3 separate regions of the Mus musculus genome follow, and regions 1 and 3 are each linked to region 2. A link is a contact called in public Micro-C and promoter capture Hi-C data. All regions are on one chromosome and are shown on one strand. Each heading gives the region's core, a stretch centred on a gene start, on an enhancer-like site or on the middle of the called end of the contact. The rest is flanking DNA. Distances are from core to core; before and after follow the strand shown.

What was found. Promoter capture Hi-C pulls out the DNA fragments that hold promoters and counts their contacts. A called contact is a pair of places that touch in the nucleus more often than the background predicts.
Region 1: a contact with region 2 is called in a promoter capture Hi-C map of second pharyngeal arch cranial neural crest. The contact joins the promoter of Cstb here to the promoter of Lrrc3 in region 2. A contact is called at or near these places in 3 of 39 promoter capture datasets (cranial neural crest, second pharyngeal arch cranial neural crest and stem cell-derived epiblast-like cells) and 1 of 115 datasets of contacts at active chromatin or transcription factors (embryonic stem cells).
Region 3: a Micro-C map of embryonic stem cells shows a contact between it and region 2, with 4 times the contacts expected there. The contact joins the promoter of Pdxk here to the promoter of Lrrc3 in region 2. A contact is called at or near these places in 1 of 39 promoter capture datasets (embryonic stem cells) and 1 of 484 Hi-C or Micro-C datasets (embryonic stem cells).

Annotation. Positions count from the first base shown.
Region 1 is chr10:78,424,376-78,427,075 of GRCm38.p6, forward strand. It overlaps Cstb (cystatin B), which reads left to right and starts at 1,295. Exons shown (of 3, transcript NM_007793.3): 1 at 1,295-1,482; 2 at 2,552-2,653. The coding sequence starts at 1,417.
Region 2 is chr10:77,901,129-77,903,828 of GRCm38.p6, forward strand. It overlaps Lrrc3 (leucine rich repeat containing 3), which reads right to left and starts at 1,408. Exons shown (of 2, transcript NM_145152.4): 1 at 1,271-1,408; 2 at 1-604. The coding sequence starts at 472.
Region 3 is chr10:78,463,665-78,466,364 of GRCm38.p6, forward strand. Pdxk (pyridoxal (pyridoxine, vitamin B6) kinase) reads right to left here and starts at 1,284. Exons shown (of 11, transcript NM_172134.2): 1 at 1,097-1,284. The coding sequence starts at 1,183.

The DNA of each region.
Region 1 (2,700 bases), core at 45-2,544, 520 kb after region 2:
ATATTCCTACTACTATGGCCCTATGAACTATTAAGTGATCAATTGCTTTTCTAACCCAAAATCCACATTCCTCCAAACAAAAGCATGGCCAGGCCTAATCCCAGCAATACTCCAGTGTCTGGTACTAACTTCTGTTTTAGTTTGGGTTGACTGCCACCACCACAAGTCTCCATGTATGTCTGGGCACCACTTGCATCCCTAGTGCCCATTGAGGCCAGGGGGTGGAGAAATAGGATCCCATGGAACTGGAGTTGTGAGCTAGTATGTGGGAGCTGAGAATTGAACTCAGGTCCTCTGGAAGAGCAGCCAGTTTTCTTAACTGCTGAGCCATCTCTCCAGCCCCTCACTTGGCTCTTTGACTGGGTTCCAAATATCAAATTCAGGCTGTCGCACTTCCGTGGCAAGCCCCTTACCATGAGCTACCTCTGCACCCCCAAATTATTTTTTTTAAGCCAAGGTCTCACTGCATAGTCAGGTTAGCTTAGCCTCTCAAGTGCCAGGATTGCAGGTGTATACCATCATGTCCTGCTATCCAACTGTGACAGTTTTGCAAACGGAAACTCGGGTTTGAAGGTCACTCAAGTAAGAGCACTGACAGAGGGCATATCCGGGGTCCTCATGGTTCCCAGCCTGTGTTGGGTGTGTGAGAATAGAGTCTCACCCAGAATAGACCACCTACCCAGCTCTGTGGGGCTGGGGCTGGGATCCCCAAGCCCCGCCTACCGCCTGACAAGGCCATGTCATTCAAAAAGAATGGAATTCCCAGATAAGCTCTTATTTCATGGGGTTATCCGGACCCAAAAACTAAGTCCACGTTGGGGAGGGGAGGAAAGGATGGGGCCAGGGGTCAAGGAACAGGGATCTGAGACTTCTAGGTCCTCAATCATCTATTTCTGTATCCACTCTATGGAAGGAGGGATAGGGACCCATCAAGACCCCCACTTAATAGTCACAGGACAAGGGGAAATTGAGATGTCCAGGGCTGTACTTCGTGTCCACCTACTCCATGGAAAGACTAGGACCCCTTCTCACATCTCTGCATCCTGTGAGGACCCGGAAGCCCCTAAGCCGGGTCAGAGATACTCCTACAATCACTTCACGACCATTGAGGGGCAATCAGGACTCCCAGCCTCCAAACCCTTCTTAGCGTCCGTTCAGGGAAAGGACGTGAAGCACCCACCATGCCTCACCCTCCGCCCACGCCCAGCCTGGGTCTCCTGACTCTGCCTGGAACGGAGGGTGGTGACAGTAAAGAGAGCGAGCGAGAGGGTGCGGCGCCCCGCCCCGTCGCTCTGTCACGTGCTACGGGTCCGGGGGGGCGGAGCCAAGCCAGGTTTTTCTAGGGTCCAGGCACCCAGGTCTCCTAGTTGGATCTGTCTTCAGCTTCTCCGTGCTACCCCGACTACTGCTGCCAAGATGATGTGTGGCGCGCCATCTGCCACAATGCCAGCCACGGCCGAGACGCAGGAGGTCGCCGACCAGGTGAGGCTGGGCCCAGGTCAGGCCAGTCTGAGCCAGGCCTGCGGAGACCCGGCGGCCTCAGGGACCGGCCTGCCCAGACTGGTCAGGTCCTGCAGCGGGTTTCCGGGGCGGCCACAAGTGTGACTGGGAGCTGGGGGCTCTGGATCTGGTTGGAAGATTCAGGGCCGGGAACTGGGGCGAGTCTTCTGCCGCTTGCATACAAGAGGGCCACTCACCTATTAGGGAACTAGCCCCGGGATCGGTGGAGGGATCCGGTGGTCCCAGAGAATTCAGGAAGGCAGCTGTTAGAACCTAGACGGCACCTTTTTGACTTACACCCAGGCCTAAACAAGAGAAAGCCAGACTGGGCTACTGTGCTTGTCTCCTCAAAAGAAAGAGCTAGGACTGTTTAGCTCAGTGGCAGGAATTCAACTGATACCACCACCACCATCACCAACACCGCCCCTCAGGGAAAAAAAAAAGGATCAAAACCAGAAGTTGTAGAACTTGCTTGTGCCTAGTCTGAAACGAGGGGGTGGACCTTGGGCCTGGGCTGCCCTTCCTGTGACTGTTAGCAGAGCAGAGATTCAGTACAAGGTAGGGGGAGGTTCAGGGTATTAGCAAGAGAAGAAAAGTTAAACAAATCCTCTCTTCAGCTCTCCTGCCACGCCCCAAGCCCAGGACCCTGTCCACTAAGCCTAGCTGATCTTGGGAGGTGTTTGCTCTGACTGAAGTGGCCAAGAAGGAGTGAGTCAGCTCCATGAGACCCTAGAAATGAGGAAATGTTACAGACACACTGGCCAGGCAAGGGAACCTTGGCCACGTGCCACATCAGCACTCAGGAGGCAGAGACAGGCGAGTCTCTCTGAATTTGAAGCCAGCCCAGTTTGCTTAGTTCCATGCCAGCCATAGCTACATAGTGAGACCCTGTCCCCCCCCCCCCCAAAAAAAAGGAGCTGTGTTGTTCTTTATCAGTGGGGCCAACAGTTTACCATGTCCCCCGGAATGAGGAGTATTGAAGGCTGGCAGTGTGTGTGTGTGGGGGCACCTGTGCATGAATCTAAGTCCTTCCTTCTCACCCACCATCCAGGTGAAGTCCCAGCTTGAATCGAAAGAAAATCAGAAGTTTGATGTCTTTAAAGCCATATCCTTCAAGAGACAGATAGTGGCTGGCACCAACCTCTTCATCAAGGTGGGTACTGATAGTAGCTTGGCATGAACTGGGGACATAGTCTCAGA
Region 2 (2,700 bases), core at 158-2,657:
ACAGGGCCTCCTGCAGGGCACACTCACAGTGCAGTGGATTGTGGGACAGGCGGATCTTGGCACTCAACTTGCCCAGGGCGTCCTTTGGAATTCTTCGGATGCGATTGTGGGATAAGTCCAGCAGCCGCAGGCCCCCAGCCAGACCTGAGAAGGCTGCTGGCCCAATGGCCTCAATGGCATTATGGGACAGGTCCAGCTCCCTCAGCTGAGGCAGGTGTTGGAAGGCTCCATTGGGGACTCGGGAGATTCTGTTGGCGTCTAGTTTCAGAAGCACCGTGTCGGCTGGGATGTCCCTAGGGATCTCCTGCAGCCCTCTTGAGCTGCAATGGACAGCCACGGCCCCAGCATGGTCAGGGCACTGGCAGGCCTGTGGGCAGGAGGCACCTAACCGTAAGCAGAAGAGGATGAAGAAGCAAGACCCCTGGGAGGGGGCCAGTGTGGCTGAGGGGCTCTGCCTGCCCCTGGGGCCCATGTTGCCTCCACCTGACCCAGGTAGCTCTTCTCCACTGGGATGTGCAAGCGACTGTCCTTCCTCACGTTGCAGGCAGTCATCCAACACAAACTCTTGTGTCTTCGCCTGCTGAAGAGCCTAGTGATCTCAGTTCTACAAGAAAAAAAGAGGAAAGGGAGCTGAGGGTGACCGCCACTGCACATTTCAATTCAATTTGGGAGGACGGGATCAGGGAGGAAAGGAATCGTAGGCATATCAGGTTTGAGGCAGGGCTCCGGGCTATCAAACATACCTGCTTTGTAACTTACTCTAGAAGATTCCCAAGGCCACCCAGAGAAGGCACCTCCCAGCTAAGTAAGACATCTAGGGCTGACCGATGGCTGGAGACTGGCCCTAGCTAGGCAGTTACAGAACCCTGTCCTAGCCTCTGGTCACCCACCCATAGCTGGGGACACAAGTCTGGGCGGAGGCCCAAGGATCCATCTCTTCCCCATCCCCCAGCTCTAGGCGCGTGCTGGCGGAGGTCTTCCCTCTCGATCTGTGCGAGCCAGGTCGGGCGGGGCAAGTGGCCGCGTTCACCAGTTTGTCCCCAAGCACTCGGCTACCTGTGACACCTTAAAGATCGCGGTCATCAATAAAGCTCGCCGCGCACCCTGAAGCAGAAGCTTCATGCCTGAGGCGCTGGAGACACCGGAGAGAAAAAGCAGCCCCCTGCGTGCGGCCCGGCTGGGCAGGGAGCGGCAGCAGAGAGCAGGGCGGCAAAGCAGGGACAGTGGAGCTCCGCGGGTGGGAGGCCACGCGGGCGGATGGGGGCTTTACCTGAGCGGCCGCCGCTGCTCAGCGCCTTCCGAGCTTCCCGGAGCCTGACCAGAGTCCTCCCGGCGCCGCGGCGACCCGCCCCGTGCCCACCGAGCGGCCAGTAAAGAAGGGAGGCGGGCAAGCCATGGCGGGAGGGGCGGGGGCCTTTGCTATAGGGGAGGGGCCGGCAAGAGGAGGGGCAGGGTGGGGCTGAGGCCAGAGGGGCGGGGTTTGTGTGTTGGGCGGGGCCTTGAGAGGGTTTTGGGAGGGGAGGAATAGGTGGAGAGGGGCCTTGCGATAAGGACGGCGCCGGTGAAAAGGGGTCCTAGTAAGGGACCTTGGTGTTCTGTGCTTTGGGGGACGGGGCTTAGCATGTTGTGGGTGGGAGGGGCCAGGTAAGGGCGTGGTCTGTGTGCTGAGGGGCGGGGTCTCTAAAGGGCTGTCCCGTGCGAGAGGCGGGGAAGAGGGGCTGGGGAGGGGAGGGTCCTATTTGAGGAGGGCCAAGGCCTTAAGGGGAAGGGTCAGATAGGTGAGGGGCTGGGTAGGGGCTGGGGCCTGCGTAAGAAAGAGCTAAACAGAGTTCATAAAATCCTACGGGGCGAACACCGAGGGGGGAGCCCAAGGAGGGGTGCACAGGGTTATGGGCGAGGTTTATGTGAGGGGCGGGGCCTGATATGTAAACTGCACTGACTGGGGCGGGATGTGGGCGGGGCCTGTAGGGGCGTGGGCGGGTTTAGGTACCGGCTTTCTAGGGCATTGGTAAGGGAAGGGTCCGTGGGCGTGCCACGTGGCCAAGCCCCGCCCTGAGCAGCCCCACCGCATGACTGACGCCCCTCACCCCAAGTCTCAGGTCTAAGGTCACCATAGAAAGGCAAATGGGAGCGTCGACGCAGGACCTGATCCTCAGCCGGGAACCTATCACCACCGGCCTCAGGAGGACCCCAGTCTTCCTTTGTCACCTGTCTTCCTCCGTGGAGTCTGCGTTTCCCACGACTTCCATAAATGGCCTCCTATCATTTTATCTTTCCGCCTCCTTATTTCGTGGTTCACCACGCTGAGTGGCTCCCTAGGTCCACTGTGCCAGTTTCTATACTGTAACCTGTTCGGCTCCGGCTGGGTTTTAATCTGGGACTCTAACGGAAGGGCCATGGGAGCGTTGTGCAGCAGCCTTGGGTGCATACCCTGAATGGCAGTGTCTGGAGCAGGGTAGGCTCCTTATTACACCCCACTGACAACACAGGCACATAGCCAACAGCTCCTGGTGGGCCCGTGGCTCTAACACTCTGGGTGTGGAACGGTGGCTTGAGCTGTAATACGGGTCTGTGTCACTCCAGAGGCTTATGGTGTGTTCTTCTTTGTTTCCTGTCTGCTCCGTTTCTCTGCTTTTCGATGAGTCGTTTGTTTTCTTTAATTTTGAGTTGTGAGAGTTCTCTGGAAACACCCTCCTTATC
Region 3 (2,700 bases), core at 34-2,533, 560 kb after region 2:
TCTCCTATGCTGTATAATAACAATCAATTGCTCTATTTGTCTGGCAAGCAAGCCTGATTCAGGACAGTCCTCTATTGTCCTTAAATGCAGTTCCAGCCACCTGTTTTCCTTCCAAGTCCTTCTTTCAGGTCCATGGTAGCCAGAGGCTACACCCTAACATCTCCCAGGAATCAGTTTAATGGCTAGACATGAGCGGAAGGGGAACGGGGACCTGCCACCCTGCTCAGTGACCAGCCAAAAAAGATACATTGCAAGAGGCCACCACCTGGTTGCCCAGGCCAGCCCAATCTTCCTGCTGGACCGGCCAGGCAAGGAAGCTCCAGTCAGCTGATATTGCCTATGACCCCTATTCTAATGCCCATGACAACCTGGTTCCCTCCAAGGGCAACCAGTCACAAGCAGGAAGCACCACCTGCCAGAAATGATCAGAGATAGCCTCATTCATCACACATCTCACAGGAGATAGGATCTGGGAAGAAAAGGCTACAGCCCTTCTAACAGGTTGCTTCCAAAGCCAAACTCAGCAAACTATGCTGTCTTTTAGGAATAAAAGCAAGCACGCGGGAGGTGCAGAGTTCCAGCCCCATCTCTGCGGGTGACAGACCACCCTAAGAGTGTTCAGACCCAAGCGTGGGCCCAGCTTCCTCCTTGGTCCAAGTTCATAGAATGGGTAGAAGCAGAACGTGGATGTCTGCAGAGAGCGAGCAATCACTAGCCAATGTGTCTACCAAGAGGCTCTCCGCGCTCCCAAAGGAAAGGATTCTCCCAGCTCAGCATTTTAACGCTTCGGGAAGCCCCTGCCCACTGTTGGTCAGGCAGACGGAAGCAACAGGGACCCTCAGGCGCTACCGTGTGCGCCACAGCCGGGCAGGGGGCTTCGTGCCACCTGCACCACCCCGCTGTAAGCTCCCCAGGGTAGTCCACGCCCCCGGCCTGCCTGCGCCAGGATCTGCCCTCAGCGCGCCCAGCGCTCAATAGGGACCCAAAAGGATGGCCACAGGGGGCCAAGGTCATTAGTCGGAAAAGGCCACGCAGCGAACCCGTAGACCCGCAAGTGAGCAGCCCGGCCCGGTTACATAAGCAGTGGAGCGCATACCTGCAGAGGGAACATGGCCGCTCTGTTACCCACGTAGCCACGGACAACATGGCTCTGGATGGAGAGCACCCGGCATTCGCCCTCCATGCCGGGAAAGCTGTAGTGGCGCGTGGTCCAGGTGGTGTCACAGGCTGGGGTTGCTCAGGCCGCTCGCTCGGATTCTGCTCCGAGCGCTTTAAGCACGCGCAGTCGCTAGGCTTGGACGCGCTCCCCGCCTCCTCTGACCTCAACAGGCCGGCTGCTAACCCGCGAGTCCCGCGCGGCGAGGGGCGGGCTGAAGGCGGTGCCTCACGCAGGCCCCGCCCCTCCGGGCAACGGGACCTGTGGAATCCAGCACATGAGCTCCTTCCTCTGTGCTCCATCACGTGGCCTCACATCCCTTTTTGCAGATCTGTCTGTGCGTCAGGGGGTTCGCCTGTATCACACTCCACAGCACGGTACTTTCAGTACACACTGTTCCACCTCCTTGGCCCGCGGCGCTGATCACTCCATGGGTGGCATACTCCGGAGCTGCTGTCCAAAGAGTTTCCACTGAGCTCCAGAGCCTGAAGACCCTCAGAGATCAGGAGATCCTTTCCAGCCACGCGGCCTGCGTGGAATCCCAGACCCAGTAGGGCTCACAGGCATCTGATCTCAGGCTACCCTGAGTCAGGAGTCACGTGCCCCTTCTCAATATAATAAGAGATCTTCTCTAGGCTCAAGTCTGCTTAGAGCCACTCATGGGGACAGATTTGAAGGGGCTGCACTGGTCTTCCCCTCTTCACTACCCACCAAGTCCTCTCAGTCCTAGGGAAAGCGCACCTCTCTTCCTGTCCCATCTCCAGACCTACACTTGGCACTCCTGTGGTCACGGACACACCAGGGTCACAGATCAGTGGCACAGGCCAGTATGTCAAGTTTGCTTTATCTTGGTGAGAGAGAGTACTGGGGACCAGATCTGCTCTGAAGAGAAAGGAACATTCCCATTGCTTGGGGAACAGATCAGAAAAAGGAAGTGGTTTTGAGGCTCCGTTGGTGGGGTGCATACCAAGGCCCCAGCACCAGAAAAGCTGTAAAGAAGAACCAAGTTGTTAGGAAGGCTTGACTGGAATCAACTAAATGGAAGTACATTGGAGGAATAATTAATTGCTTGCTGATAGTAACGTTTGCTGGATACTATGTATGTGCTAAACATTTCTTGTAACTGAATCTTGCTAGCCTGGAGCAATGGTGTACATTTATAATCCCGGCATTTCTGTGTTTGTGTATGTGTATAGAAGACCTCTGGTGTTATACTTAGGGAGGGGCAATTCACTTTGAGCTTTTCTTTAGCTTTTTTGAGACAAGGTCTCATGATGTCTCTCTCCCTGATCCAGCTCACTATCTAAGCCAAGCTGGCTTTGAACTCAGAGACCCACCTAACTTGAGTGCCAGGATTAAAGGTGTATGCCACCACACCTGGAACTGCCTTGGATTTATTTTATGTATTCATTTACTTAGATACCCTACTAGGACCCGGAAGTTCTCTCTTAGTTTGTCTAGGCTTCCTGGTTATGAAGCCCCTGGGATCTACCTGTTTCTATTCCTCATTGCTGAGGTTACAAATGCTGTTCTAACCAGGCAGT